Regions from separate parts of the Mus musculus genome. Here all the other regions are linked to region 5. The links are chromatin contacts, called in public HiChIP or PLAC-seq and promoter capture Hi-C maps. All regions are on one chromosome and are shown on one strand. Each heading gives the region's core, a stretch centred on a gene start, on an enhancer-like site or on the middle of the called end of the contact. The rest is flanking DNA. Distances are from core to core; before and after follow the strand shown. Region 1 overlaps Csgalnact1 (chondroitin sulfate N-acetylgalactosaminyltransferase 1). Region 2 overlaps Csgalnact1 (chondroitin sulfate N-acetylgalactosaminyltransferase 1). Region 3 overlaps Csgalnact1 (chondroitin sulfate N-acetylgalactosaminyltransferase 1). Region 4 overlaps Csgalnact1 (chondroitin sulfate N-acetylgalactosaminyltransferase 1). Region 5 holds the start of Csgalnact1 (chondroitin sulfate N-acetylgalactosaminyltransferase 1). Region 6 overlaps Csgalnact1 (chondroitin sulfate N-acetylgalactosaminyltransferase 1). Region 7 holds the start of Lpl (lipoprotein lipase).

Region 1 (4,315 bases), core at 756-3,255, 140 kb after region 5:
CCTGCCTTGAGCAAAAGAAATTAATTGCTTTAAATAATTTTGTTCATTCAGCAGCAATGGGGTGTCTACAAAAGATAATTACGGGGCAAATTTAAAATATTTTCTTTGGATAGTTGAACTGGAATACTTTGTAAAGGAAACACTTATTAAAAACAAGATACCTATAAACTTTATCTGCCCCAGTACAGGGGAACACCAGGGCCAAGAAGTGGGAGTGGGTGGATAGGGGAGCAGGGTGTGGGGAGGGTATAGGGGACTTTCAGGATAGCATTTGAAATGTAAATGAAGAAAATATCTAATAAAAAATTGAAAAAAAACCCCAACAAAACAAAACAAAAAAACAAAAACAAAAACAAGATACTGCCTTAATCCTATCAGAATAGAGGGAATCTAAAGTACTAGCAATGCCAAGTTTTTGCTGGATGTGATATGGGGCAGGACATGTGCTCATTCTCAGATAGGGTGATGGAAGATGGTACAGCTGAGTCCAAAGGTAATTTCCCTTCCTCCGTGTGTTCTCTCTCTCTCTCTCTCCTTTCCTCCCTCCCTCCTTCCTCTCTCTTCCTCTCTCCCTCTCTCTTTCTCTCTCTCTCTCTCTGACTCTCTCTCTCTCTGTCTATCTCTCTGGAGATAGGGTCTCTTGAACTCGATATATAGCCAAGGAGATGATGTTTAACTTCTTGTCCCCTTGTCCCCACTGCCAAGTGCTAGGATTACAGACATATATTGCTATCCTTTTTTAATTTGCCAGGATTTTAATAAAAGCAAACACAGTCTGAATCAGTAACTGTGATCTTGATGTCCTTAGTATACAAACATGTTAATGATGTTCCTAGCCCCAAACTTGCTTTTGATTGTTCACAGCACATAATTCATAATTATCAAAATTGGAAGCATACAAATTGTTCTTCAGTATGAGAGTGGATAAACAAGTTGTGACATACTTCTTCAGTAGAATATTAGTTAGTGATAAAAAGAATTAAATCTGTAACCCTATTACTTGCCAAACGTCAATGAGCCCTGAAATAAACTATACACATTTAAAATAATAATACATCAATATTGAAATAGCTACTGTGAAAAAGTGTATCACACTAATGAAAAGTAACTAACAGAATAATATGTGTGAGAAGAAGGAGCTGGTGAATGTTCAATATTTCTGTTCAATATATCCAACAATTGAAAACTGTTTTTTGGGAGAGAAAGTCCATGCAAAAAAGAATTATGAAGCCATAAAAGGATATAGAAGAAACTTAAAAACCAATACATTTGCTTAATGAAAGAAGTCAGTCTGAAAAAGCTACTTACTGTGTGACTCTGACTGAATGAAGAACAAGACTATTTGGGCTAGCATATTTGGTGTTAAGAGGGATGGTCGTGGGAACACAAGACAGTTGTTGGGCAGTGACACTAAGAGGCATTGTGAGCACATGCCCTTGCAGAGTCCATGTGTCTGCTACATTAGAGTATAGGCTTTGTCAATATGAATGGATTGACGATGGCACATCAATTGTAATGAGTGTCCCAAGCTGACGAAAAATACTTATGTTAATGAAGCCTAAGGGAGATATGTGGGAATATATGAGAGCTTTGTTGTTCCTGCCCAGTTTTCCATAAAACTACAATGTATCTAAAAGAAAAATCTGTTTTTCATTTAAAACTCAACAAAATTATATGATCCAATATCAGTTTCCTCAAATACGATTTCATTAGAATACACACACATCCACTTGGAGAACTTTGGTGACACACCTTCTCTGGCATCTCAACCATCATTATCTATAACTGTCCAAGGTCAGTCTCAGGGCCAGTGTCCTGTTTTTGATCCTGTTGGCCTGGATGGGAAGAGCCTTTCCCAGTGGGACACTTGCTGTTCTGTGGCTTTCTCTGCATTGTGTGGTTTTGTTTTTAAAATCTCCAGAGGCTGGGCTCCCCAGTAGCCAGGGTCTCCCTTCATTTCCGCTTTATATCTAGGTTGCTCAATGTTTCTCTCTGTGAGAGGGAGGCATGAACTTCCTCTTCCGTTTTTCTGTCTTCTAATTCTATTCGTCATCCCCTTCGGGGGTGCTCTAGGGAGGATGGTACAGGAAAAGCAAAGGCTAACTTGATGGACTGAACTGACTCCCTCTAAGAAGGGCCTAACTTGCAATGAGGGCAGGGACTGATGTAAAATCTGTTAGTGGCATTGAAAGATACAGAAATGTCTGCAGCTTGAAGGGATGAGATTTTATTATTGGCTTGGGTCAGATGCTAATAGGCAGAGGCCTCTGAAACCCTCTCCAGATTATTAGTGTCTTAATGAGTGGAGAGTCCTGGGAGTAATAGCAGACAGCAGAGGTATGAACCCCCTCTGCATGGGAGTGACTAAGTTGCCTTAGGCAGGCCTCACCTCACATCCCTTAAATTGTAAGATGGGAATGACCACATGCGCTTTGCATTTGGCTGCAGGGAAGGAACGGCTAACACACATGAAGCACCTTATGTGGGGCCTACCTCTGCACGTGCCGTGCCTTCCCACCTGCTTTAATATCATTTTCCCTTTTTATTTTTCTTTCAGTGCTGTGACTTGAACCTAGGGCCTTGCTCAAGGCAGGCTTCATTCCCAGCCTCTACCCCACTCCATTTATCCTTCTCAAAAGGAACAGTGTAATGTGTCCCAGTTTTTCCTTGCTTAGAAGGATATAAAAACACTTTTTGATGTCAAACTAAACGCTATTTTTTCAATTCGTTTCTGACACTTGTCCTATATCCTCTGGACATGCTTTCAAAAGCCGTTACAAAAGGTAGCAATTAAACCCCTTCTTGACTTTTCCTAGATTAAATAGTCCCAAATTACTCTGACCTACTCAAAGAGAAGCTGTGAGCATCCCTCTGAAGTGGTCCCTTACTTCTGTCAGCTGCCCTCTGCCTGCTAGAACTGCAGGTTGCTGATCAGAATGCTCTCTCTGCCTTTTCTGTCGGATGCAGATTGTTCTAGATGATTGCCTCCCAGCCTCTTGCATGCCCTGGATAGTTCACACCTGCAGTTTTTAATGTCTTCCTTTCCGTCTATATGATTGCTTCTTAGTCCTGGCTTTTCTTTGTTTTTGTTTTGTTTTTTTTTCCAAACAAACAGGCAAATAAATATCATTGCTTTATTGCAGGCTTGATTCTTGCATTCTGGAGGTTGAGACAGGAGGATTAAGAGCTTTAATCCTGCCCTAGCGCATAGTGAGATTCTATCTATAATCAAACGAATCAATAAATACATCTTCATTAAGATCGAGGTCTCTGGAACTGGGCTTCTAGGCTGTGACTCCTATGTAATCCACTTAGCAACAGTGTCCTACCCTATATTTCCTCATTTTTCTGAAACTTAGTTTCTTCACCTGTTAAATGGGATGAGCACAGAATCTCCTGTAAAGATCTAGAGATTTAATGTGCTGCTAGATATAATGTTCTCTGCAGCATGGACACAGGACGCACACAACAAAGCTTAGCTCTTTAAAAATTTTTATTTTGAAATTATTTTAGACTTTCAAGAAGCTACGAAAAATACCCACACATACCCTAGGATAGCTAAGAGTGCAATCCACCACAAAATTTTAAACTTACTTAAAATAAGAGATTTTTTAAAATGATGTTTTTGTAACTTGATTGCATTGTTCTTGATTGTGAACTTTGAAGATGACACTGTTGTGTCACAATATCAAAACACTGGACCTGGATACTATGTTAGATCATCTCTAGATGATGTGTAATACCCGGCATGATAGAAGTGCTCTATTTGTTGTCACTGTAAAGTTTAGGGAGCAATTACAAGCAAAATATTTCTGTACATACTCAGTTTGGACATAGCCGCCATAGACCTAAGTATGTAATATACATAGGTTGGCAATAATGCAACTTTCCCCCCTTAAGTATTTGGCAGTCACTCTTTGGTGTATGTGAAGATGGAGAACCATTGAATCTGGAGGGCTAGCTGCACTTCCCAGATAGTATCATATGATTTGTTCTGGCCAATCAGAGTTGAGTGGTGTTGCCAAGTAATTTCCAGACTGAAACAATTGAATGATTATATTTCTTGCAGTACTCCTGGTCTCTGCTGCCTAGATTGGCATCACATCAGTGCTAAAGCAAGAGTAGTAATAGCACCAGATGAAAGCAGCCTAATAGCCTGCATCATCACTGGGAAGAAACTTCAAACTCAATGCAATAACTATTAGATTGTGATTCAGAGAATAAAACCTTTGTTGTTTTAAAGCACTTAGGTTTAGGGATGTGCATTATAGCTCAGTATTATTTCAATAAATAGACAGTTGAATTTCTAAAAAAA
Region 2 (4,271 bases), core at 114-2,613, 130 kb after region 5:
TAAAAAATACTGCCATTAATTATTATTTAGAAAGGCATAATTTTTTCTTAAACTCTGCCTTTTGAGCACCCCTAGGCCCCATTGTGTCAGTATAAGCCTTATTAACCAAGGGTAAGCATACTACACCTTTCTCCTGCTCTCCCATTTGGACATAAAGCCTGTTACTGTTGATTGTTCTATAGTTGGTCTTCCTGAGAATGAGATTTCCTTTAAGTCAGCCATTTTCATTACTGGGTAGTGTGTCTCTTTAATGTTATTCTTTTAGAGAGGCTAGTAAAACATTTGCATTTGCTCCCATTCCTTTATTCTTTGTAAAGTCCTAAAGAGTCAGAGAGGGCTCATTAAGGAATGGACTACCATGATGGACAGCCTTTCCTTATTGCTAAACCATAAAAGATGGGGAGAAAATGGGGGCATTTGTAGTGTTTAAAACTTTCATTAAATGGTAAGTGGTGGTTTTGACTGACCTTGGAAATTACCTACATCTTTTTAGTGCTTTCATGCCAGCCTGTGGTCTACAGAAGTGTTAGTAGTCTGTTGGATTTACAAAGTATCTCCCCAGAGGCCCGGTGGTGCTCCTTTGTAATATGATTGATGGATTCACCCTGTACCTCCTGGCTTGCAGAAGTAACTTCTCAGTAACATTTCTCTTCTTCCCTTTCACTTACATAACCACTCCTCGCACTATTTAAGTTCCAGTTCTTTTGTACATTTGTATTTCTGTGGTAACTACAGCTCAAGCACTCTTCTCTGCTTCAATGTCTTCTCCTCTATTGTTTCTGTTCCTCTAGCTAATGATTTACTTTGTGGTATGATAACTTTTTGTGTGTGCTATTAAAAACCATAACCAATTAGGATAATGAGCCGGCAGAAATTAAAAATCTTACAGGACAGAAAACAGAAGGGTGTGTCTGAGGTATGGTTGAACCTAGAGACAAGTTAAGCAGTGTTGGTGGGGACAGACAACTTGGGGGAGGGTCCTTTCCTCTCTTGCCCTTCAGATGGTCTTACCTGCTTCCATTTCTGCTCAGCCCTTGGGAGTCCTGGATTCACTTTGGGCAGAAATTGGTCCAGGGGTATGTTTCTTAGCTGAAACCTGAAAGATGAGCGGATGCCCTCACATGCAAAGGCAGGGAAGGGGCCTGCAGGTGGTTCAGCACACACTAAAGCTGGGAAGCTAGGACTGAATCCTAATGTGACGATTTTTGTTTCCCAGGAACTGTCAGCTTAGGCTGGCAGCCAAGGTTTTCCTCTATCTTCCCCTCCAGCTTCCTCCTAGAAGCTGACAGAAGCCAGTGCCACTTCCTGTGGCCTGATCTAGCTTCTGCCTCCTGTTTTAAACTGATAACCTAGAGTGGAGTTGCATAAGCATCTTCTGGGTAATTAGTTAATTATCTGCACCAGGCACCTGGCTTCTGGCATGTTATACAACAATAACGATATAACGACTTCCAGTCTCTCCATGTTGTCACAAATGACAGAATGTCATCCTTCTTTATGGCCAAGTAGCTTTCCATTGTATATACAAATTCTACCCGCATATCCACTCAGCATTATGGCTATTTAGGATGATTTTATCTCCTAACTACAAATGGTGATATAATAGACATGAGAATGGGGCCCTTTTGAGAGTTGGTTCAAGTATATGCTCAATTTTGATTGACGTACTTGTTATATCTACACTATCACTCCTGTACTTTAGGCTCAGGGATCACTGTGAAAGGAGTACAAAGACTGTAGGAGACAGAGTCAGGGAGTTTGCTGTGAGAGTCTGTCTCCTAGTAATGTCAGAGGCTATAGCCATGAAGTCCATCAACATGGCAGCATAAACCTGACCTAAACAAGGACAACAAGGATTACACCAGTAGACATGCTAATGTATATGGGGGAAAGGTCATGATGTTTTAATCCTACACAAAGAACTGCAGGCAACTAAGGAATGCTGAGAGCTGAAGAAATAGCCTTCCCCAGGGAAGAGTGTATCAATTGGTTCTCCAACACCGAATGGTCTGCCCTGAAAACTTACACATACAAGGATCATAATACAGACTGAACAGGTCGTGTTTATGTATGAAAGCTTGTGTGTGTGTGTGTATGTGTGTGTGTGTAAGAAAAATTAAAAAAAAAAGAGGCCATGAATTTGAAAGACAGGAAGGGACATGGAGTACATGGGAGGGCTTAGAGGGAGAAATTGGTAACAGGTAATGATGTAATTACAGTATAATAGCAACAAATAAAATAAATACTTAAAAATTATACACAGTAAACACATAAATCAAGACACCACGTTGTACCCCTTAAATATGCAGCTGTTGTAGGTCATTGACAAAGCAATAAAGACAAAAATAGCAAGCAAATCAATAGGGATAATTTAGAGTTGACTCTTACACAAAGGGTATAGAACTTCCCTGGTTATCTTTTCTGTCAGATACAAATGACCCTTGAATGTTAGCCCTGCCCTAACAGTGAAATGCTGATTCTGAGTTGCCCATCCTCTTATTTATTTTACCTTTTAAGAACCAAGATTTGACTTTACCATCAGATCAACCCTGAAGGGCAACTGCTAGCTAGATAAGCTGCATTAGACTTAATGTGTGTGGGATAACATTAACAGTTTCTATAGGCTTATTTTCTCTTCTATGCATGCAGTCATATTAACTGTTATGCTAAGATAAAGTTTTAAATGTTTTTATTTTAAATATCAGCCTGTTGGGGAATAATCAAGACCTAACAGAAGGGAAAATGAGGCTTATGACATTATCATTGGAAAAAAAGGAATATTATCATAAACTAGGAAGAAAAGTCATAAAATAAGAGTACTATCAACTGCTTATGGTAAATAAAAAAGAATAATTGCTGCTATTAGTAAAATACTAAAATTGCTACCTCCAAATGTATAGAAGAAAGATTTTTTTTAAGGAAAGGGGATGGTTTGGTTTTTCTGTCCACCTGGACAGGAGTCCTTAGGGAAGAAAATTTCCCCGGATGCTATGAAAGTAGATGGCAGGTTCAGTAGATTGCTCTCCTGAACAAATAGCACACTAGGAATGCTGTCTCCAGGATTCCAAGTAGCTGAAGACAGTATAGGAACAAGGCATTTCATAATCAAGGAAGAAGCACAGAAAACTCTGAACAGAGTGACTCTGGTTACATATATTCAGTAGAGAATTCTACAAGAATTCTGTTAAGGTCTCAGGGGGAAGATGCCTCTATTGACTGTGTGGTTGTAACACAAGTAAACTTTAGATGCTGTGGAAAAGGAAACTAAGTGTATAAGACCTGCAAACCATGGAGCAGTGGGAAGGCTGAGTAGTAAAATTCTTGTTGCATAAACGTGAGGAGCCAAGGTCAGTGTGCAGAACCTGGGAGAACAGCCATGTGGGCAGCAGGTTGCTGGAACCATGGTACTGGAAAGTCAGAGACCATGCTGGGTGACTGCCTACCCGAACTGGTGAGCTCCAGAACAATGAGATATCATGTCTCAAAAACAAGGTAGGAACTGAGTGAGGGGGACATTCAACGGTGACCTTTCACCTTCTTGTGCACGTATACACACATGTATATATACATGCACACACAACAATTGGGTCATACGGGACCTGATAATACTTTTCAGACATAGAAGAAATAGAACTTAAAAAGGAACAAAGGATTTTTAAGAAACTTAAAAAGGACTTTAAAAGCCCCTTTCTTTGAAGTAACCCCCAAATATCAAGTGGGTAGGGATGGTTTCAGAGATTCTTCCTATCCAGGGTAGGAAGTTTGTCTACCTGGTGACACCAGAGATCAGAGGAAGTCACAGGGAAGCTGGACAGGGAAGCAACCTGGATCCATCCTCCCTCCCACCCCCACTCCAGACTCCTGCAGGCAGACTGCACGTTGTGGAGCATGTCAGAACATCTCTCCTCAGGTGCTGTGATTGCCCTAGGGCAGCAGGCAGGCAGAGCTTCCATCAGAGCTGGCAGCAGAAGGAACATCTGGAGACATTAGAGGTGAAAATAGACACCAGGGAAGCTGGGCAGAGAAGTGTCCTGGGGTTATCCGGCCCTTGACTCCAGCAGGCTATGGCCTTATACTGGCATTAATGACCTTTGGGTTCAGGCAGATGCTTAGCTGTAGTCCTTGGCCTTTCCCAGCTGTATGAACTCTGCAGAAGACACAAGTTTTCCCTCCTCTGGTTCCAATTGTCAATCAGCCAGCCACAGGAGAAATCGCCATGCTGTGAAATGAGAAGTAAACTGATTTTATTTATTACTGAAAGCAAAAAAGCG
Region 3 (3,848 bases), core at 718-3,217, 220 kb after region 5:
TCTGGGAAGTTTTTTCTGAGAGCACAGAGGCTGTGTTCCAGAGATAACCAAGGTTTTACTTCATGCTGCAGCAGGACTTGGTAATGTGTAAGAGTCACCCAGGTGGTACTGGTTTTGAAGGCATGAAGGGGTCCTTCTTAGCAGCTGAGGCCCAACACTGTGAGAGACCATGGAAGGCCATTGGTGAAGGTGCAGCCTCAGTTGCAATTGGTAGCCCAGGATGAAGGGGTCATGAAGTGTTTTGGAGATGCCAGGACCATGAGATGACCACCAAGAACAGCAAAATCAGTGGAGTACAGGCATCTGGAGCCTAGAAGACAACATGTGTGCTACAAAGGGCATGGCTAGAGAAGTGACCCAAGCACTTGGAGGAGCCCAGAAGACCATGAGTTGGATCCCAGACATTGGATGGTTGGAGTTTAATTTTTGCTTTTGATTGTGACTGTGCCCTGATATATTTTCCCTCTTGAAGAAAGAAGATATTTTATTGGAGTCCACAGTTAAGAGACTTTTGAGTTTTTAAAAGACTTTGAATTTTAAAAGATTTTGGATCTTTTAAAGGGATTGGACTTTTAATATGTAAAGACTATTGGGACTTTTAAAGTTATTTAGATCTTGGGGATGAATAAGAATATAAGGGTTGAAGCTTACTAGTAATGTGTTTGTGTGTCAAATTGACAAGGGGTCAATTGTGCTGGCTGGTTTTGTGTGTCAACTTGACACAGGCTGGAGTTATCACAGAGAAAGGAGCTTCAGTTGGGGAAAAGTCTCCATGAGATCCAGCTCAATTTTCTCAAGGCATTTTCTCAATTGGTGATCAAGGGGGGAGGTCCCCTTTTGGATGGTGCCATCTCTGGGCTGGTAGACTTGGGTTCTATAAGAGAGCAGGCTGAGCAAGCCAGGGGAAGAAAGCCAGTAAAGAACATCCCTCCATGGCCTCTGCATCAGCTCCTGCTTCCCGAAACTGCTTGAGTTCCAGTCCTGACTTCCTTTGGTGATGAACAGCAATGTAGAACTATAAGCTGAATAAACCCTTTCCTCCCCAACTGCTTCTTGGTCATGATGTTTGTGCAGGAATAGAAACCCTGACTTAGACAGTTGTATTAGGCAAGATAGTTACAAAAGAGATCAGCAAATGGGTGACTTTTGAGCAAAGCCCAAATGAAATGAGGAGAGAAGCCCTGTGGATATTTATAAGCTGAATAAACCCTTTCCTCCCCAACTGCTTCTTGGTCATGATGTTTGTGCAGGAATAGAAACCCTGACTTAGACAGTTGTATTAGGCAAGATAGTTACAAAAGAGATCAGCAAATGGGTGACTTTTGAGCAAAGCCCAAATGAAATGAGGAGAGAAGCCCTGTGGATATTTGGAAGAAGAATTGTTTAGAAAAAGAATAAGTGCATATAGCATTCTTCAGGAATTTTCACCTTTCCAGGAACAGCAGAGGGTCTGTTCGCTAAAGCAAAATTAGTAAGGGAAGATCCCAAATATATATATAAAGAGAGAGAGAGAGAGAATATGAATGTGGGAATGCAGGGTAAGGAATAAAATGGTTATTTTTCCCTCTGTACTTTTAAAATTCATTTAACTTAACATCCAAGGATCTCATGAACTTCTTGACATATCTTAACAGTGAAGGCAAAAAAGTATTTACAGAAGACTCAGATATAAGATAGCAGGCAGACTCCAGACATCTCTGCATTTATGTAAATCCCTCAGATGAGCAGTGCTGGATTCCAAGCTAAGCCCTTTTTATAGTTAGACTTGTTTAAGTTTGATGATATATTACTATGACTATAGGATTAACTCTGAGTGTTGATACTAAGGAAATTATGCTGAAGGAAAAAACAAAGCAAGAAAGAGGCAGAGAGAATCTATTAGCAAGCGGCTGAGTGCATCAGATAGGAGCTTGCATACAGAACAGAGCAAATAATACTAAGTTCTCATTGTGCCAACTCATTAGGTTGCCAAGAGAACAGCAGCGTTGGTCAGCAGTCCCCGTTGCCGTGGTGCGGTGACACCGAATACTGATTCTGTGTTAATGCCAAAGGCAAATCTATTGGATTTCAATAGTGCTGATTATCATTTATTTTTTTCCTTTCTGAAACAAAAAGCGCATGTTTAAATAGGATCTTATTCAGTGATGAAATATGTGTTCTCATGTAAGCATAAAGCAGCATGCTCTCTGGGCTTCTTACTGTCGCCCTTCTCTCCAGGGGAAGTGGAGGAATAAGTAACAGGACATTCCAGAAGACGTGTTTTTAAAAGGGGGGGCAAGTGATATTGAGGATTTTTTCTTATATAGTTTCTGTAACTTCTCCTGTGACCAGGTCACCAAGGGGATGCATGTTTGGGCAAATGTGTTTCTAGACCATTGCATTTCTAGTAGTTCCTGGCTTGAATAAGTTCTTCAAAGAGACATACCCTAGTTTAGGCAAAGGTGATGCAGGTGTCTGCATACTTAATTATGTAAACAAATGGGAAAGTTAGATCTCAGTTTCCCTGGATTTGGCTGCCTGGCAAATGTTCAGTAAGGTCTAAAAGAGAGCAGTTTGAGACCCTACCTAGTATCACCCTGCAGAGCTGTTTGAATGCCACAGATATTTCCTGCTAAGGTCATCCTTGATTTCTGTATTGGATTCTTTAGGAATTTTGCTGCATTTATTTGAATGGACTTCAGATAAATGGTCTGATTGTGAAACCCGAGTCCTTCCTGAGTTCTGGCTCTTTAGAGTGGAACTCGGGTGCAGCGGAGTTTCTCACTTCCTTTCTTCAACCTCTACCCTCTGGGCTCCCATAAGACTAACTGTCATGGTTCTTTTCTTAGTGTGTTTGTGTTCACACGTGTGTGCTATCCATGTGCACAAATGTGCATGTGGAAGCCAGAAGACAACCTGCAATGATATTTATCAGTAGCATCCACCTGTTTGAGACAAGGTATCTCAATGGCATGGAACTTGCCACTTGGTCTTGGCTGGCTTGCCAGTGAGGTCTAGTGTTCTCCAATCCCCCACAGAGATGCCCAGGGATCAACCTGATCTAGACAATCCCTCATTGAGATTCTTTCCATAAGTGATTCTATGTTATGTCAAGGTGACAAAATTGTCAAAATGACCAAATACCATTATGTATTTTACTTATTCATTGAGTTGTATGTGGAAAGGGAAATTCAACTAACTTTCTTGTGATATAATTATTTTTCCACAACATCTTCTTTCAACATAAAATTTTCATTAATTATTTGGGAATTTCACACCAAGCACCTTGATCACTCTTACTTCCCAGTCCTCCCATGTCTGCCCATTGTTATTTACCCTGCACGCGATGAAAGAAGTGAAGTTCAATTTGTATTGCCCATCTATTCTCCATAGCATCTTATAATTTCTTTAAGTATGCAGTATTTTCTTAATCCACTAAGAATATTAAATGTATTTTTAAAAATCAATATCTAATTTTTTAAAAGAATTTATATTTGGAGACCTCTTTTCTTACTTTGTACCTTCTCTACTTTATTGACATTTGAGATTCCTGTCTGTTTCCTCTCTTGTCATGCTTTAGTGTCTTGTCATTCATAAGAAAGCACTAGGAAAGCTGATTATCTGCTGTATGGTAGGCCTTTCTGACTGGTAGCCTTTGCTCTAGAGTTATGGGGTGAGGTGGGAAACCCTTCCACATCAGGACCACTCATTGGAAGAATATAGTGGCCTTTCACTGAGTTGTTTATTCTCACTTACTGGGCACACAGTAGAGTTGTGATTCACTTGTTGCTAGGTATAATTATTTCCTCTCTTCTAATTCCTATGCTTGAACTAAATTTCCTCAGTATTAAAAACTGGCATCTGGGGAG
Region 4 (4,160 bases), core at 946-3,445, 200 kb after region 5:
AATTTCACTTTTAATCTCCTCAGCTTGGTGAGTCCCTGGAAGCTATGGGCCATCTAGGAATTGATTGATGTGCTGAAAGAAGCAAGAAACAAAGAGAGCTCTGGCTTGTGTGTGTTCTTGGTTCCCTCAAGTCCGTTTGTTTTGATGGAAGATGAGTGCTTGAACAGGCACTTACTTCTTTTGCTTATTTTCTTTTTCATCCAACTTTTGCAATTGTTCTCAAGGGATAGCTTAGTGGTATTTTCCCAATGTAGTTTGAAATTATGTAATCTAAGGGTTTCCATGACTGCACTATATGTGGTAATGTTATGTGTTTGTAATGAAGGTCTATCTTAGGAATGGAGGTATATAAAATATTCTCATTGTATTCAAGTTAAAATCATGATATTTTTGTTTAGTTACTGGCTTTTTTTTGGGTAGAGACTGAAGATAATGGCAGAATCCCTGCCTCTGAAGATGTCACTGTCTTGTAGTAGAGATATATATTTGTCACTTATCTCTATTGAACTGATTATCTCTGTATAATTTCAGGTTATTATAAATTCTGCAATGGAAAAGTAAAGAAAGTTATTAAAGGGAGCAAGCAAGTAATGTGACCATAAGAAAAGGTTTTAAAGAATGTGTCCACTTAGTAGTGTTAGCTGAGAACAGAATTGGAAAGGAATCAGCCAGACGGAGAGAACTTTCTAGAAGCACAGTCAATGTAGAGACTCAGAACTAATAACTTGGTTTCTTTGATAACTGATAGCATGCCAGGGTATACTTGGCATTTCAGTAGTGCAGAAGGGGACATGTGGGCAATGGGATAGAGGAAAGGAATGGAGGTGAGTTTGGACCTTTATAATTTCTCCTAAATGCAGTTGAAGCCATTTCATGGTTAGGGATTCAGGTACTTTTACTGTAGCTTAATCACCCCAGAAGCTATGTGAGCATTGCAAGACTAGAAGAGATGGGTCATTTAGAATTTTTTTAATAGAAAGACTATATTACCCAGGCAGTGGTGGTGCATGCCTTTAATCCCAGCACTTGAGAGGCAGAGGCAGGCAGATTTCTGAATTCGGGGCCAGCCTGGTCTACAGAGTGAGTTCCAAGACAGCCAGGGCTACATAGAGAAACCCTGTCTCGAAAACAAACAAGCAAACAAACAAAGACCATGTTAATCTGGTCAAAATAGACTTGATCTTAACCAAAAGGCAGAGACATAACAGATAACCAAAAGAACATAGAGGGTAGGTAGTTCACTCTAATGTGAAAGGCACTGGGATGATAAACATCTTTCTCCTGGGTGAAACGGCTGATTATAAATATAGGAAGGGTCTCAGGAAGTTCCTGCATGTGACATGTACTTTTTTCATTGGATTATCACAGCCCTTGCTGCTGACCACAGCTGACCCAGATCACATAACAGGGCTGGGACCTTGAGAGACATAAAAGTAATTATGATAAATTTTTACTCTAAATACCAGGGGCCAAGTGTCTGCCTAGGAGAGCAGAATTTGACAGTGGTGTCTGTAGCCTATGTGTTGTGTTGTGCCTCTGTCAGGAGTGGCCTCTGCATGCTGCCCAGCTGCCCTTGAAGGTGATATTTGACCCAGAAGCAGGTCCCAGCCTTCTGCCGAGTGGGGGAAGCAAGCTAGCATACTGGCATCAGTTTCTCCACTCTCCCATTCAGTGCAGCCACACCTACAGGGTCCATTTAGCTTGTACTCCACAGAGCTCTGTATTTCACATTTGAACTGTGGCAAGGGGTTGGGTAACTGTTTGCTAGGAGGTGGTACTAACAGCCTCGCTTAGTCCTGAGCTATGAGTGCTCCAGAGGACCTGGGAGTCTCCTCAGTCACCGCTCTCATTTTCTAGTTAAAGCAATAGCTAAACTACACACTGTTTCTCACTTAGTCAGATGTCTGGGAAGTGGCAGATCCTGGCCCCACACCCATTCCATGTCTTTTAAATTCAGTGGCGGTGTGTTCCACTTGATTTAGTACGGCCACTGCCTACCGCAGAAGCCTCACAGACGCAACAGGATATCCAGTGTTGCTAACTGCATCCTAAGGTTACTTCCCACTGCTGTGACAGATGCCTGACAAGAAGCAAGTTAAGGCAAGAGCATTTATGTTGTCCTACAGTTGGAGGGTCCAGTCTATCAGCATCTCAGCAGGCATATGAGGCAGCCAGTCATACCATATCTGCAGTCAGCAAACAGAGAGAGGAATGCTCAGGTTGCTTTGTGGGTGTGGGTGTGGCTTGGAGCAGGGGTAGGGTAGGGTAGAGGGTGGTTATTTGTGCAGATGTATTCTCCTATCTCATGTGAGCCTCTCTTGGCCTGGAGCTCACTGATTCCTTAGCCAGTGAACCCTAGGGATTCTCCTACTCTAAGCTAGGATTACAAGCATCTTATACTAAGCATCAGGCTAAGGTCCCTAGCCTGTGAGGCAAATACTTAACTGAGCTGTCTCTGTCACTCAACTTCCTTCTTATTCAGTCCTGGACCCCAGTCCACAGGGTCCTGTCTACACTCAGGGTGACTTGTTACTCATTAGTTAATCCTCTCTGGAAACACCTTCACAGATACGCCCAGAGATGTGTCTCGATGGTGATTCTTTATCTAGTCATGTTTCCAGTGAAAATTAGGCATCATGCTACTGCCATTTCATCCCACCCCCAGCCCTAAGAGTAGAACTGGTGTGCAGTTCCATCAGGCTGGTGACAACTCCTAAACGTTGTCAGGTGAAAAGGATATACAACTCGGCCAAATGTTTTTCTAGTTAATAATAAAAGGAAATCTGAGTCAGAGGAGGTGATGGACTTTTTCTTAACAGACCAATCTTTGTGAGTAAATGTTGACCCTCTCTCTTTTCCACCAGGAGTTATAGAAGTTAACAGAGTTTGGATGGCTGCAAGCTTTTGACCTAAGTAAGCGTGGATGTTCATATAGTTCATGGGACCTGTAGGGAGGGAGTCTATTCTATGTTCTCTTATTGGATGTCAACTTAGAGGCTGTGTTTTCTGGCTTGCTCCAGTGTGAATATATCATAGAGAGGAGGGCTGATGAGAGCAGTTATGGTTATTATGAATTGTAGAGGAAAAAGCCCAAATGCATGGCTTCTGAGAGATCCACAGATGACATCCCACTCATGGACAAGTGCTGGCCGTTTTTGGTCAGACTAGCTTGCACGCTTATCAGGTTAGATAGAAGGATTCTTTTATCAAAGTGGAGGTGCTTCTTGCTACCAATCAGGAGTGTGCTGCAAGGTGGTGATGAGAGATCGTCAGAACTCAAAGTAGCTGCTTAGGACTGGGAGTCTTTTTTTTTTTCTTCCATTTTTTATTAGGTATTTAGCTCATTTACATTTCCAATGCTATACCAAAAGTCCCCCATACCCACCCACCCCCACTCCCCTACCCACCCACTCCCCCTTTTTGGCCCTGGCGTTCCCCTGTACTGGGGCATATAAAGTTTGCGTGTCCAATGGGCCTCTCTTTCCAGTGATGGCTGACTAGGCCATCTTTTACGTTAGGACTTGTTGGGTCCCTTTCTGTATCAGCTTTGATGACCAATGACAGACAGGGACAGTCTTACCAGGCGAAGTCATGGTCAGTCAGATCGAAGAATGGGACACAAGAAAGTGACTACCAATACCTGAGATTGGAATCCTTCTAGGCTTGGCTCTTCTCCACCATTAGCAAAGAAAGGGAAGTGTTCTTCCTTTTTCTCTGCTCAACTCCCTTTTTCTATCTGAGCCATTAGCTCACTAGCTTGAGATCCTCATAAAACAGAAGTGAATGGTCATGGGCATGACATTGATATATAGTCCCTTTTAAAAGAAAAAATATAATTGTATTTATGTGTATGTGTCTCAGTGACTAATATACTATAGGTTTGCTGGTGTCTATGGATCCGGAAAAGGCATCATTGGATCCCTTGGAGCTGGGATTCATAGGTGGTTGTGAGTGACTTGACATGGGTAATTGGTACTAAAATGGGTCCTATGAAAAGACAGGAAGGACACTTTATCCCTTAGCCATCTCCCCAGAACCCAGGGTTCTTTTATTCTTCTTATTTACTTAAAAATACCTTTATTTTTTTAATTAAAACATAATTAGCTCATTTCTTCATTTCCAGTTCTTCATCTACCTCTTCCCATATACCTTCCCTTGTT
Region 5 (4,253 bases), core at 572-3,071:
AATTGGCATGCAGTGACACACTGGCATATGCGTTGGTATCTCCTGCAATACCCCAGAGCCAATATCCAAGTGGGAGACGTTCGAAAGTGGTGACCTGATGCACCTCCACATGCTAAACACCCATAAAGGAACCACAGTCGACCCTTAAGTGGTCCCCTTCTTTATTCTATTTAGAGTAATAGAGATTATTGTATCTATAAATGTGGGAAGCCACATGTGCCGTTGCAGAGTGGCGCTGGCTACTGCTGGCCACCATGCATAAGTTTGGACAAACAACCAATGTGTACATATGCAGTAAAGTTTTTTGCCAAGATACTGCCTGGCCCGGGCATGATAATGAGGTTTTGAGAGTATAGCCAATCAGATGTGAGACATGCAAATGAGGTATGATAATGAGACTCTGTGAGGTACTAAGAGAGAGTAACCAATCAGATGAGGAACATGCAAATGAGGTATAGTGCATAACCAATCTGGGTGTGAGACACGCCTCTCCTAGGCCTATATAAGCAGCACAAGTTCTGGGCTTGGGGTCTCTTTGCTTCTGCAATCAAGCTCTCCCAATAAACGTGTGCAGAAGGATCCTGTTGCAGCGTCATTCTTGCTGGTTGAGTCGGGCGCACGCAAGATATAAAGTATGTTCTCTATCTTTCACATAGCCTGCAGGGCATGTCTGTGCTGGGGCCATGGCATACTCAGAATTTCTAGCCCATTTTTCCAAACTAAAACCTATGTATAACTTTATTACATGATTCTGGAGACACCATTGAGTAAAGAGATGAGAGCTACTTCAGTAGGTGAAAGCAATCAGAACTAGAAGAACCTATCAGTAGATGAAGACAGGAATGCTTTAGTGGCAGTTAGGACAAAAGCTCTGAAGAAGTTGCCCGACTACCTACTAAGTGTGAAATCAAAAAACCCTGACTTCCACCTAGTGACGTCCATCTGCAAATGGAAATTGCCATATGATTGCCTTTTGAGGATGCTAGGAGCTAATCTGTGAGAAATAACTGATGTCCACATATGTACGTGCATATCTATGCAGTGTTAACTCTTTGTTATCTTCCTATCATGCAGTACTTTGATGCAGCTAGAAAAATTACACTGTATGTTTTGTGATTTGGCAAACACGGATTCTTCTATTTTTCCACGAATCTCAGCTGAGTTGATGTAGGGATGTGGCCGCTAGAGGTCCTTACAGACATCGCTTAGCCACAGTTGGGGCTGAAGGGTTAAAGGGGTTTCTGATCTTTTGTAAATAAAAGCTTCTTACTGAAGGCCTTATTACTACAACTCAGGGCACCCAAAACAGTGACTATCTTATTAATTCTCTCAAGTAGAGTGTAAGAAGTTTTGGAGGCAAGCCATTAGGACAGTCCTAGCAGCGCAAATGCCTCGGGGATGAGTTGGGGAGTGGGGACGAACTTGTAGGATAGATGCCCCCTCTCTGTTGGGGCGCAACTTCCAACAGTGCCCTAGTCTCTATCGCCAACTTCTCTGATGTTGGTGATCAATCACACTTGAAGTCTCTACGGTACAGGAGACCCTGCTCTCCACTCATGCTCCCTGCAGTGACAGTCTCTCAACCAGGGCACCCTGCTCTGCTCGGACCTGGAGCGGGGACGCACTGCAGACTGGCCCTGGAGGAATTAGATGACTGCAGCCATACACGACCCCAGCCCTGAGGCCCACGCTACCCCCACCTCTCAGCTCTCGGCTCCTCGGGCTCCCACTCGGAGGCCGGCGCTGTGCTTGGCCGCTGTTCAGCCCGCGCTCCCCGCTTTCCCCCTCCCCCTACTGCTCCGGGTCCCTGGAGGCTCAGCGGCTGTTGGAACTGGAGGTGGAGCCGAGCCCAGGGCCGCCTCGCAGGAGGGAAAGTTCAGCGGCAGCAGGGGAGCAGCGTAGCCGAGGGATCCGGCTCCGCTGTCTGCAGTGTTGCCTGGGGTAAGTCGGGGTCCCTACCCTGAGGGCTGGACGGGTGTGGCCCGCTATGTGCGGGCGTGTCGCTGCCGTTTTCCAGTCCGCGCCACTGCCCCCGACCTCGACCTCAGGGTGGCTCTCTGTCAGCCGGGAGGACGCCTGCACCGCTGGCTTCCAGAGACCACTGCTGTCCTAGGGCTGAGGACTCCGGAATCACTGCCCTCTGTAGCCCTTGCGAGGCGCGTGGAGGGATCGGTGTCTCTAGGTGGACGCGCGAGGGTCCCGTGCCGCACCCCACGGCCAGCTCAGCTTCTTCAGCGGTAATTGAGCCCCCAGCTGTTGGCTTACTCTCCAGAAACCCCACTTCAAAGTAGCCTTGGCATATGTGCGGGTGCCTCTAGTTTGCTGTTTTTGGATTGTATTTGCTGTGATGAAGAGGGTGGCCCGTGGGCAGCACGCTCCCCTGCATTGTGCCGCCGCGATGGTGACTCTCTGGATCCCAAGGGTCTTCACATCTGCATGTGACTGCATGCAGTTGTATGTGCCAGGGGCGGGGAGAAGCTCTTCCAGGGAATGGTCTAGGGGTGCAGTGGGGCATTCCGAGGGCTGGAGGAAAAGGAAAGCTGTGCTGGGCGAAGGCAAAGTTGTTTGTTTCCGCCACACTTCCTGCACCTGTACCCCTGTCGTCAGTGATTCTGAAGTTATGGAGGAAAAGACGTTAACACTATTGTACATATCCTCAGTGGACGCTAAAAATGAAGTAGTAATGAATGATCGGATGGCTGTATTTTGCAAAATCCATTTTTTATTCAGATTGCAACGACTTGGCACAGTTTTGACTTAAATGTCATTAAAGACAACTAACTACGATTCTATATTTATAAAGAATTTAAATATCTAGTAAACCCTAGCAATTCCACGGGGTTTATTGGATTGTGTTGACACTTTTTGTTCAAGAGAGCTCCAATTATTATGGTCCTTGAGCATTAATAAACTATGGGTTCTGCTGCGTGGAGAGAAGTCTAACAAACTTGGAAACAGAAGTGTAAGGCAGAGAGTAACTGGTTCTCTAGGCATAAAAGGTCACCTGAACACACAGAAGAGGGATTGCTGTAACAGAGGGATTATGTGTTGAGCTTCCAGAAAATATGAGATGGGCAATTCCCATTGTAGGAACCTAATACATATATGATCACTCCTCTGCATTGAATCAACTACCTAATGGATGTGTCCAATGTGCTTCACTAGGGTGAGCTCAGGAAGTGAGCTTCGTAGGGTGAAGAACAGCTATTAAAACAGCCTAAGACAAAATCATGAACGTACTTAAAGCACTGAGGTTTTCTTGTGTGATTAGTGTCTGAATAATTAGCACGGTGTAATTGTCAAGCTTGAACTTTGCAGATTGGGACACACCTGCTGTCACTCCAAATTACGAGATATTACTTTAATTTCTCTCCATCTTCTTGTCTCAGATCTCCTATATCTAGTTGCAAGCCATATTAGCGAGCTTCAAAGAAAAAAAATATCCATTGTTTAGATTCACCCATTTACATCATTGTGAGATTGTGTTTGCTGTTTCGGAGAACTGGCATCCAAGAGGTTCATCCTACTTTTTAGCTGCATGACCCAGGGCCAGTCACATATTAAATGGTTTCAAGATTCTTCATTTGATAACAATACTTGACAGAGTGAAATAACATTCTTTTCTAAGCACCCAGAGATACAGTAGACCCCTCCCAAATGCTATCCTTTGCCTCTCTTAAATACTTTTAGATATGCTTTGACACTTAAAGCATTAACAATAATAATTCCTTCTTTTATGTGATCTTTTGCTTGTTGATTCATGCTCCATCTATGCATCCATCCATGAGGTCATTACCACTGAAGACCATCGGATTTCCTGTATAATATTCCCTGCTTGGATGTTGGCTCTCTCGAGAATGGTAGTAGGCAGTGCTTCATGGGTTTCTTTGGGTTGAGAATCCATCATCAGGATTAGGGATGATGAAGTGGACTTCCCAGTCTCCCTGTTTCCCAGCTCTGTGCTAAATAAGATGATGCCACACCCAAAGAAGAAACAGTAAGCTGTGAGTGGCTGTTGCCTTTCTTGCTTACCCTGTGCCATTCAATGGCAAGCAGCAAGGACTTCCTACACCTTTACTGATTTGAAGCTTACAGTGCAATGAAGTTATTCTTCAGCTCACATCCTTCTTCGTGTACTCCTGATGAAGGGACCTTGGGACTGTAAATTATAGCCCTACCATATATTAAGGCTAACAGAGGTACTAAAGAGGCTGAGCTCAGGTAGACTTTATTACCTATTGATTTGGGCCTCA
Region 6 (3,851 bases), core at 1,154-3,653, 240 kb after region 5:
GCTAACTTAACTACTTTTCTTCTTCAGAGCTTATCTGTTCTTTTCCTTAGGTCTTAATTAAAATTTTAATTTTGGTAGATAAATAATCGTATATATTTATGAAGCACAGTGATATTTTGATATGCTTAGAATGTGGGATATATAAATCAGAGTAATTAACAAATCTATCACCATATAGAGTTTTTTTTGGTTAAAAACATTAAACAATCTCTTTTGGCAATTTTTGAAAAACACAATTTTAATTTATTATATCTACCATGTAATAATGTGGATAAACTCATGGACATTATGCTAAGTAAAATATCTATTTATATGTTCATTTCACTATATAAGAATCCTTATTAGGTGCTTGCTATGTTTGCAGTGTTGTACTAGACACTGAAGATGAATGGAAAACTGCAGTGAAGTCCTGGCCTGCAGGATATTGGCCATTCAAGTCCATGATTCAGGTCCATGATTCTTTGGCATCAGTTATTATCAGAGAAATATTCGTATACCAGGGGCTGCTATCCCAGAATAAGTCCTTGTAAAAATCTTCACACTCTTGTTTTCCATTTGTCTAAGCACTGGACATGGAGCTGAGAGAAGAGTTGAGGCAAGAGGATTACTGTGCATCCTGAGTCTTGTCTGTACTACATAGGGAGTTTGAGACTAGTATGGTTTTCAGAGAGAATTCCAAGTCAGCCTAGGCTTATAGTGTGAGATCTGTCCCCAGCCCCAAACTCTCCTTTTAATCTTAAAGCTTCACTATTAATATCCTTCAATATTAATAATCCTGCAGAAAAGTGGGTTTCCAGGGTGACTATTAATCTAAGAAGAATTTCTAAATCCAACCACAGCAGAGGAGACATCAACATGTAATTGCTAACCTGTTGTGAGAAAGCCCATGCCCAGATACTGGTGAAATTTGGTCCAGTCCAGAAACGTGACTTATTCAGGTTCCTTGGATTTGCCCACTTAGAGCTACTCTTGGGAGCTCTCTTGAGTTCCTGCATAGTCATAGCTTACCTTTATCTTTGGAGCTGAGTTACTAAGAGTAACAGTGTATAGGAGTAGACTGATTCTCCCAGGTCTGTATTCTTTTACTTTGTTTTTAGCAGGGTCTTGAATTCTCTTTCTTCTTGTGAATTTGCAGTACAGGTCCCATACCCGTACTCTCTGTCTGTCTATTTGCTTTCTTTTCTCCACACTTTCTCTTCCTAGCACACATGACTTCCATTTGCATGGTGAGGTGATCTGTGTACAGCTTCTCTAGAACAATGGATGAAGATGGGACCCACTGTAGCGTTAAAACTCCATGCAAGATTTAGTTGAACTTTTTTGTGCTAAAGATTTATTAATTTACTCCTGACATTTTCCCAGCATAGCTGTGGGGCCATATCCCATACTTACTTAAGAAATATAACAAAATATTTGGGTAAGGCTGGTTCAGATCCTTTCTGATATTTTTTGATGTCAGAGAGGTTTCCAAAGCAACAGAATTGTTCATCTAGGTGTATATCTATTTGAAATTGCTTTGGTCTAGGTTTATGTATTTATAAAGTAGTTAAAAATGAAACAGGACTCTCCATATCTAAAGTAATGAACAAACTGAACAAGTTTTTCTTCTCCACTATGGGAGAGGGGGGATCATTTTTTTTTAAACATCTGTGTTTTCGTGTCTAATGTGCTCAGCACTTGAGTAATAAATGTTATTTGGTGATAATTTAGTTCCATTTTTTAAAAGCTGTATAAAATTTAAAAGTGGAGGTGAGATGTGTTCAATTATATTTTGTGAAAATTGAATCTGAGAAATGAAAACCCCAGACTCCATGGTGGTGGCACACACTGCAGCTGTTTTCTCTGTTTGATTTGGTCGCCTCTGGCAGAAAGCAGATTTATTGTTTGGGTCTCTCTCTAAATTCATAGTCTGATGGCTGTGTCCTTGTACTCACCAAACTGTTCTCTTCCCATTAATTAAATGGCAGCAGGCAGCCCGTAAAAGTTACAGTTGTGCCTCTGTAATGGAAACCCCGTCTCATCAGCTCGACTTGATTGTCCTGTGTTTCCTGGAGGGAGAATGAACACTTTTCTACCTTTCTCCTAAAAATCCAAACTGATTGCGCAGATTTGATAGTTGCTAACTCTATTTTTCCCCTTCGGAAAAATAACCACTCCTACAGAAGAGCTGATTTTGTGGTTTGGGTCTTATTGGGAGATGAAGTGATTCACTGGAATGGCTCAGGATCAACCTATAGGTGCACTGATTGGATTAATTGTGGTGTGAGAGAACGGACTCACCAGTAGATGACAGGAAGAAGAGACACCAGCAGCGTGTGGAGCATCTGTATGCCACTGCTATGTGATGCACATAAGGCACATAGCCACTTCTACCATGAAAAAATATAACAGTATGTGTGTGTCCTGGTTTCCTTCCCAACCACCCCCATTTAAGTCTTGGGGTGTAGGAGTGTCTTAATGGGGAGAATATATAGGCACTCTCTGCTTAGCAAGCACTGTTAACTACCAGGCTCTTAGATGGAAAGCAGATGTCCACCATGAGTCACATTGTTGGGACAAACAACCACAGCACAGCAAACCAATCTTGCCACTTGGACAGTCCTTCTTATCTGCTTAGGAAACTTCACAGACTGCATTCGCAGAACCAGTCTGGCCAGTCTTGTCAGCAAGCCCTTCAGAAGACAGCCCCAGGCAGCTGAGCTAACACTTCCCTCTGCAGGTTGCATTTTGCTTTTGTAAACAGTCTAAAAATGCACTGAACCCTGACTGCTGGTATGGAGGGATGGTTTTGTAAGCTGGATGATTAAAGGTCAGGCTCCACACTTGATAAAGACATTCAGATAAGAAATGTGGAGATTTCTCTGTTTTTTTGTTTTTTGTTTTTTTTAAACCCGTGTTTAAAAAAATTATAGGACTATGATTTTTTTAAATTATAGTTTATCATAATCTGTTATGCATAATTTGTGCATGCAAGATGACTGCTTCCAGAATTTTCTGACTTGATTACTGTACAGTTGAAATTGGGTCTTGTTGCCAACAACTTAAATTAGACCATGCTATTTGCTTATTGAACAATTATATCTGAGGGTGAATATTCCTAGAATATCTGGGTTCTTTCAATCACATTATTGAAGGCATGAATATGAAATTGAATTAATCAAGAAACGGAATTATAAGTTAAGGAGAGGCTACAAGATTTCTTTTGTAAAATAACACAACTACTTTAGAAACATTTAGTCAAGTAAAATAACTTTAAAATTATAGCATCTTCCTGTTTTGAATATTAATTGGCTTTTAAAATAGTCAATGAACTATCCAACTTCTGATCCTGGCCATCCAGGCAGTGTTAGACATGGATTTCCTCTTGTGGCACAGGCTTTAAGTTAGACCGGTCATTGGTTGACTACTCCCCCAAGTTCTACACCACAATTAGGCAGAGCTCATCCACAGAAGAGAGGGAAGGATTGTAGGGCCCAGAGGATACCACAAGAACAGGGCCCACAGAATCAACTAAGCAGGACATATAGAGGCTCACAGAGACTGATGCAGCATACACAGAGCCTGCATGGGTTTGCACCATGTCCTCTGCATATATGTTATGATTATGTAGTTTGGTACTTGTGGTGGTTTGAATATGCTTGGCCCAGGGAGTGGCACTATTGGGGGGAGGTGATCTTATTGGAATCGGTGTGACCTTGGAGGAAGTATGTCACTGTGGGCATGGGCTTGAAGATCCTTTTCCTAGCTACCTGGAAGTTAGGAGCAAGATGTAGAACTCTTAGCTCCTCCTGTGCTAGGCATGCCTGAAAACTGCTGTGCTCCTACCTTGATGATAATGGACTGAACCTCTG
Region 7 (3,739 bases), core at 324-2,823, 150 kb before region 5:
AGTATCCTCAAAACACCCAGGATTCGTTTCTTTCGTGCAGTTCTGCCATGATGGATTCTCTTTCCTTTGATAACAAGACATTTACAACTATACGCAGAAATAAAGGCAAGCTTTTAGCTGCAGTCATAGACTCCACTAAGACTGGAATTAGGCTGCGGATGTGCCACCTTAGAGCACCTCCAGGGGACACCACCCTCGTGGCGATTCCACCAGCAGCAACACAAGGAAACCCCAGCCTTCTTTTACGACTGAGTTCAGTCACATTTTGAGTCTGTGTTCTGTTAGCTCAATCAAGGTTCAAGTTACAAGGCTTCTCAATTGTGGGCAGGTCTCGACTTCAAGGCCATAAAGCAACTTGCTACTGACCCTAGTCTTCTCTAGGCAGAGAGCAGGCAGAGCCGTGGAGGTGGCCGCTTTTTTTTTTTTTTTCACCTAGTGTTGAAAGCGATCTCCCTTAGGCTCTAGAGAATCCCATGTGCTCTCAGCTAGCTGAGCGCCTCCCTTAGGGCGAGCCTCTCCTGGGACAGCAAGGAAAGGACACAGAGCTGAACTGGCAACCTCCAAGCCACAGGCTCCAGTCGGCTGGTGGCTGAACCTCGTTTTCTGGAGGGTAGGTTCATTTCTGGGCTTTCTTGAGTACTGAGCTAAGCCGAGCACAGGAACGCTTGCAGGACGCCAGCTTCCAGGACTCTGCGCCACGCGTTCCCGGGCGCCACCGCGCACTCCCACTTTCACTGTAGCTCACAACCCCCCGCCGAGAGCGACAGCGCCCTGTACAGTTGGAATGCACACAACGCGTCCTCCCACCTGCACCCTCGATTCACTCTTCCCGCTTCTAGAGGGGTCTGACCCGCAGTCCCAGCAAAGTTAGGGTCACTTTGGCCCGCGTGCCTTGCATTCAGCACCCCTATTCCCTATAGGGAGGTCACCACCGGTCACTACAGCTTTGCTCGGCCTCTGCGTCTCCCCATCCTAGGCTCCACACCCCACGCCCCAGCCGTTCCCTGCGATGGCAGTCGGCGGGAGAGAGCAGGAGACCGAGTGGGAACTCAGGAGAAAGGAAAAAAAAGCGGGAACCCAGAGTCGCCGTAGCGTGATGGGAGGCAGAGTCTCTCCCTTCTCCTCCTGGATTCCATTCCAGCCACCCTTCCCGGGAATTTACTGCGCCTGGGAGTCCCAGTGCATGCACGTACTTCCAACTTTCTCCCTCCCATCTTCAGATGGAGAAAAAGTGGTCCTGTCCGGGTCTGCAGGTGGGGGTAGGGGGAGTTGGCGCGAAAAACGTACCGTCTGCTGCGGCCACCCCTCCTCGGAAGGCGGTCAAACTCTGGAGCCAAACTCCCAGGACCACCAGGAGCAGGGCTTTGCTCTCCATCTCCCGGTGCACCCTTCTGCTTTGCTGCTGGAACTACGCGGCGTGGGGCAGTCAGGAGCGGGTTGAGCAGGAGGCGCAAGAGGACTGGAGCGCGGTGGAGCGCCGTAGGGCAAGTCAACCTTTAAAGGGGAGGGCAGAACAGTTACAAGGGGCAGAATTCCTCGGAGGAGGAGTAGGAGGAGAAATCGAGAGTCTGACACTGTTTCCACTGCACAGCTGTTTAAGTGACTGGAAATATGCAAATAAGACTCATCACCTATTGGCTATAAAATCATAAGTTGGGGGGAGGACTCTAAATGCACTTCCAAATATTTGAGCAAACGGTAACGAGGCTCAACGGTGCCAGCGAGAAGAAGGGGAAAGGGCAGGAAGGAAAGCTTGCTTGTTGTTTAGACTCCAGTTTGCCTACCGGGAGGAATCTGGTCCCTAGGGACCCCTATAGAGGCAGAGAGGAGGGGTTTACACTGATTTATGTTGAGTAGTCTACGATCCGTTTTCTAAGGGGAAGAAGTTTTGCTCTTAAACAGCGTGTACCTAACACTTTCACACTCACACACATACAACCTTTTGATAAATCTTTGTTAAACTTGAGAGATCCTTTCAAACGCACACCCTCCCCCACCCACCCACAGGTCCCCACGCGCCAAAGGGACCTTAGGACACATATTGCTCAGCGCATGGTGCCTGCACGGTCTGCTTTGTATCTTGGCAATATGGGTCTCCTTCTGTAGTAGAAGAAAAGACCCACTTGCTTTAACTAGTTTCTAATTTTTGCCTTATGTAAATTGTACTCGATCCTTTAATTCAGCAAGAAACTCAAGAATAACATCTATTTTCAGAGGCAGAAAGTCATGGTCAAACATTTTAAGCTATCCTGGATTTTCAGTGGGAGAGGCCATGCCAAATGACCATTCCAAACCTACAAAGACAGTCCATAGATTAGTGATGTTCCAGGGCGAGGGGATATGGGGTGCTAGGAGTGTGGGGGCAGGGTGAGGAGCATGATAGAAATATTCCAAATTCCATTATGCTTATCATTGTTCAGCTATGTTGATGCGTTGATATTAAATTGTACTTTGCAAGGGTGAATACTGAGCTTTTGCAAAGTGGACTAGCACATGTTTGTAGAAAAGCAAGAAAAATAAAAGCACATCATATACTGTGCTCATCTGCAAGTATCTTTTTAAATGAAAAGGGTGCTGATTAGCTAGAAAAAAAAACCAATAAACATTAAATTCCCCACCTTAATGCTGAGAAACCACCTCAAAAAATTAGTTCTCTTTACTGATCTCAATATTTTTAGGATGGTTCCCTCTCTCTCTACACACACACACACACACCCTTGGAGGTTAAGGGGATCAAAAACTATATACTTTAATATAAGCCCGCTTTTTAAATTTCTCACAACTATCAGATAAAAGCCAAACATGCTGTTGTGTAGATGAATTCCAGCCAGATGTCTCGCCATCTCATCTTGCACTGCAATCGCTAAGCAATGCATCATCCACGTTCATTACTGGCTCCAACGCATGTGGTGGATCTTGAAAGTTGGCAAGAGCGAAACCCCACTGAACAACTTTGGAAATGGCAGAGATACTCCAGGGCACATAACTAGAATATGGCCAACCTCTGAAAGAAGTATATAGGAAGCTCTAATTTTAAAACATGGCAGTGGCATAAAAGACATAAAAACAGAAGTGTAGAAATGCTTTGTGTTTTATCTAGAATAGCCACACAGCCGAATTTCAAGCTTAAAAGTCATTTGATCAGACTCCAAACCGACCTGCACTGCTACCTGGAACTTTCAGAGAACTTCAAGATTTTATGAGATTAATAAAGGGGCAAAGGGGCATCTAACACAATGCATTTTAAAAATGCCTCTCCAGTTAACTGATCACAGAAAGCACTCAAGAGTCCAGAGATAAATACTTATCTATGGTTTGTTGAAGCTGCTTCTATAATATGTGAACCTGACTTATACTGGCCTATATTGTCACTTTGCATGACCAGTACGGTGCACAGATTTCCAAGAAGAACTAACACGGAATTCAGACACGCTGGCCTCTCTCCAGGGGACAAGTGGTGGGCAGGTAGGTGTGGCAGCCACACTTGTTCATGATTGGTTGTGCTGGCCTTAGTCAGGTGCCCCAGTTCTCCCCGCAGACGCTCACATGAGCTCCAGGTCAGGCTCCTGTGAGCTTCTGACAAGTCTGATGCCCAGACTTCCACAAGGTTATTTGGCCATGCATAGCTTGAGGCTTGGCTTTTTCTGAAATTGACTTTTTCTTTGTAATAGACAAAAAAAAAAAAAAAAAAAAGGTTATGTTTGAACAATCTGAGCATTTTCAAATGTTAAAAAAAAAA

What was found. Promoter capture Hi-C pulls out the DNA fragments that hold promoters and counts their contacts. HiChIP or PLAC-seq counts read pairs in DNA pulled down with a chosen protein or histone mark.
Region 1: a promoter capture Hi-C map of the HPC-7 cell line shows a contact between it and region 5, with 4 times the contacts expected there. The contact joins the enhancer-like site here to the promoter of Csgalnact1 in region 5. A contact is called at or near these places in 5 of 39 promoter capture datasets (the 3T3-L1 cell line, 3T3-L1-derived adipocytes, the HPC-7 cell line and 1 more), 2 of 115 datasets of contacts at active chromatin or transcription factors (the NIH/3T3 cell line and kidney) and 2 of 9 other capture datasets (adipose tissue and liver).
Region 2: a promoter capture Hi-C map of the HPC-7 cell line shows a contact between it and region 5, with 8 times the contacts expected there. The contact joins the enhancer-like site here to the promoter of Csgalnact1 in region 5. A contact is called at or near these places in 6 of 39 promoter capture datasets (the 3T3-L1 cell line, 3T3-L1-derived adipocytes, the HPC-7 cell line and 2 more), 4 of 484 Hi-C or Micro-C datasets (the HPC-7 cell line, astrocytes, liver and 1 more), 4 of 115 datasets of contacts at active chromatin or transcription factors (the HPC-7 cell line, forebrain, large pre-B cells and 1 more) and 2 of 9 other capture datasets (adipose tissue and liver).
Region 3: a promoter capture Hi-C map of hippocampal neurons shows a contact between it and region 5, with 4 times the contacts expected there. The contact joins the enhancer-like site here to the promoter of Csgalnact1 in region 5. A contact is called at or near these places in 9 of 39 promoter capture datasets (the 3T3-L1 cell line, 3T3-L1-derived adipocytes, the HPC-7 cell line and 6 more), 2 of 15 datasets of contacts at CTCF or cohesin (the NIH/3T3 cell line and large pre-B cells), 2 of 484 Hi-C or Micro-C datasets (the HPC-7 cell line and cortical neurons), 9 of 115 datasets of contacts at active chromatin or transcription factors (the NIH/3T3 cell line, bone marrow-derived macrophages, embryonic stem cells and 5 more) and 3 of 9 other capture datasets (adipose tissue, embryonic stem cells and liver).
Region 4: an H3K4me3 HiChIP or PLAC-seq map of fetal liver shows a contact between it and region 5, with 7 times the contacts expected there. The contact joins the enhancer-like site here to the promoter of Csgalnact1 in region 5. A contact is called at or near these places in 12 of 39 promoter capture datasets (3T3-L1-derived adipocytes, the HPC-7 cell line, the SN4741 cell line and 8 more), 1 of 484 Hi-C or Micro-C datasets (the C2C12 cell line), 7 of 115 datasets of contacts at active chromatin or transcription factors (the NIH/3T3 cell line, embryonic stem cells, fetal liver and 3 more) and 3 of 9 other capture datasets (adipose tissue, embryonic stem cells and liver).
Region 6: a contact with region 5 is called in a promoter capture Hi-C map of the HPC-7 cell line, with 6 times the contacts expected there. The contact joins the enhancer-like site here to the promoter of Csgalnact1 in region 5. A contact is called at or near these places in 16 of 39 promoter capture datasets (the 3T3-L1 cell line, 3T3-L1-derived adipocytes, the HPC-7 cell line and 9 more), 2 of 15 datasets of contacts at CTCF or cohesin (the NIH/3T3 cell line and large pre-B cells), 9 of 484 Hi-C or Micro-C datasets (the Ba/F3 cell line, the CH12 cell line, cerebral cortex and 3 more), 6 of 115 datasets of contacts at active chromatin or transcription factors (embryonic stem cells, forebrain, kidney and 3 more) and 3 of 9 other capture datasets (adipose tissue, liver and pancreatic islet).
Region 7: a promoter capture Hi-C map of stem cell-derived epiblast-like cells shows a contact between it and region 5, with 2.1 times the contacts expected there. The contact joins the promoter of Lpl here to the promoter of Csgalnact1 in region 5. A contact is called at or near these places in 2 of 39 promoter capture datasets (the 3T3-L1 cell line and stem cell-derived epiblast-like cells) and 1 of 484 Hi-C or Micro-C datasets (embryonic stem cells).

Annotation. Positions count from the first base shown.
Region 1 is chr8:68,588,446-68,592,760 of GRCm38.p6, reverse strand. The region is part of intron 2 of Csgalnact1 (chondroitin sulfate N-acetylgalactosaminyltransferase 1); the gene reads left to right. Among named protein-coding and RNA genes, the nearest start is that of Csgalnact1, 140 kb to the left of the region's middle. Within about 2 kb of position 2,005, at least 23 of the 459 cell types and tissues checked have an H3K27ac peak or open chromatin away from gene starts, as enhancers often do. A contact at or near this core is called in the HPC-7 cell line, where this site is marked.
Region 2 is chr8:68,603,928-68,608,198 of GRCm38.p6, reverse strand. The region is part of intron 2 of Csgalnact1 (chondroitin sulfate N-acetylgalactosaminyltransferase 1); the gene reads left to right. Among named protein-coding and RNA genes, the nearest start is that of Csgalnact1, 130 kb to the left of the region's middle. Within about 2 kb of position 1,363, at least 40 of the 459 cell types and tissues checked have an H3K27ac peak or open chromatin away from gene starts, as enhancers often do. A contact at or near this core is called in the HPC-7 cell line, where this site is marked.
Region 3 is chr8:68,513,235-68,517,082 of GRCm38.p6, reverse strand. All of the region lies in intron 3 of Csgalnact1 (chondroitin sulfate N-acetylgalactosaminyltransferase 1), which reads left to right. Among named protein-coding and RNA genes, the nearest start is that of 1700125H03Rik, 150 kb to the right of the region's middle. Within about 2 kb of position 1,967, at least 29 of the 459 cell types and tissues checked have an H3K27ac peak or open chromatin away from gene starts, as enhancers often do. A contact at or near this core is called in cortical neurons, hippocampal neurons and neural progenitor cells, where this site is marked.
Region 4 is chr8:68,531,361-68,535,520 of GRCm38.p6, reverse strand. The region is part of intron 3 of Csgalnact1 (chondroitin sulfate N-acetylgalactosaminyltransferase 1); the gene reads left to right. Among named protein-coding and RNA genes, the nearest start is that of 1700125H03Rik, 160 kb to the right of the region's middle. Within about 2 kb of position 2,195, at least 44 of the 459 cell types and tissues checked have an H3K27ac peak or open chromatin away from gene starts, as enhancers often do. A contact at or near this core is called in the HPC-7 cell line, fetal liver and hematopoietic stem and progenitor cells, where this site is marked.
Region 5 is chr8:68,732,714-68,736,966 of GRCm38.p6, reverse strand. It overlaps Csgalnact1 (chondroitin sulfate N-acetylgalactosaminyltransferase 1), which reads left to right and starts at 1,821. Exons shown (of 10, transcript NM_172753.5): 1 at 1,821-1,941.
Region 6 is chr8:68,493,068-68,496,918 of GRCm38.p6, reverse strand. All of the region lies in intron 3 of Csgalnact1 (chondroitin sulfate N-acetylgalactosaminyltransferase 1), which reads left to right. Among named protein-coding and RNA genes, the nearest start is that of 1700125H03Rik, 130 kb to the right of the region's middle. Within about 2 kb of position 2,403, at least 18 of the 459 cell types and tissues checked have an H3K27ac peak or open chromatin away from gene starts, as enhancers often do. A contact at or near this core is called in the HPC-7 cell line, where this site is marked.
Region 7 is chr8:68,878,389-68,882,127 of GRCm38.p6, reverse strand. Lpl (lipoprotein lipase) reads right to left here and starts at 1,573. Exons shown (of 10, transcript NM_008509.2): 1 at 1,288-1,573. The coding sequence starts at 1,375.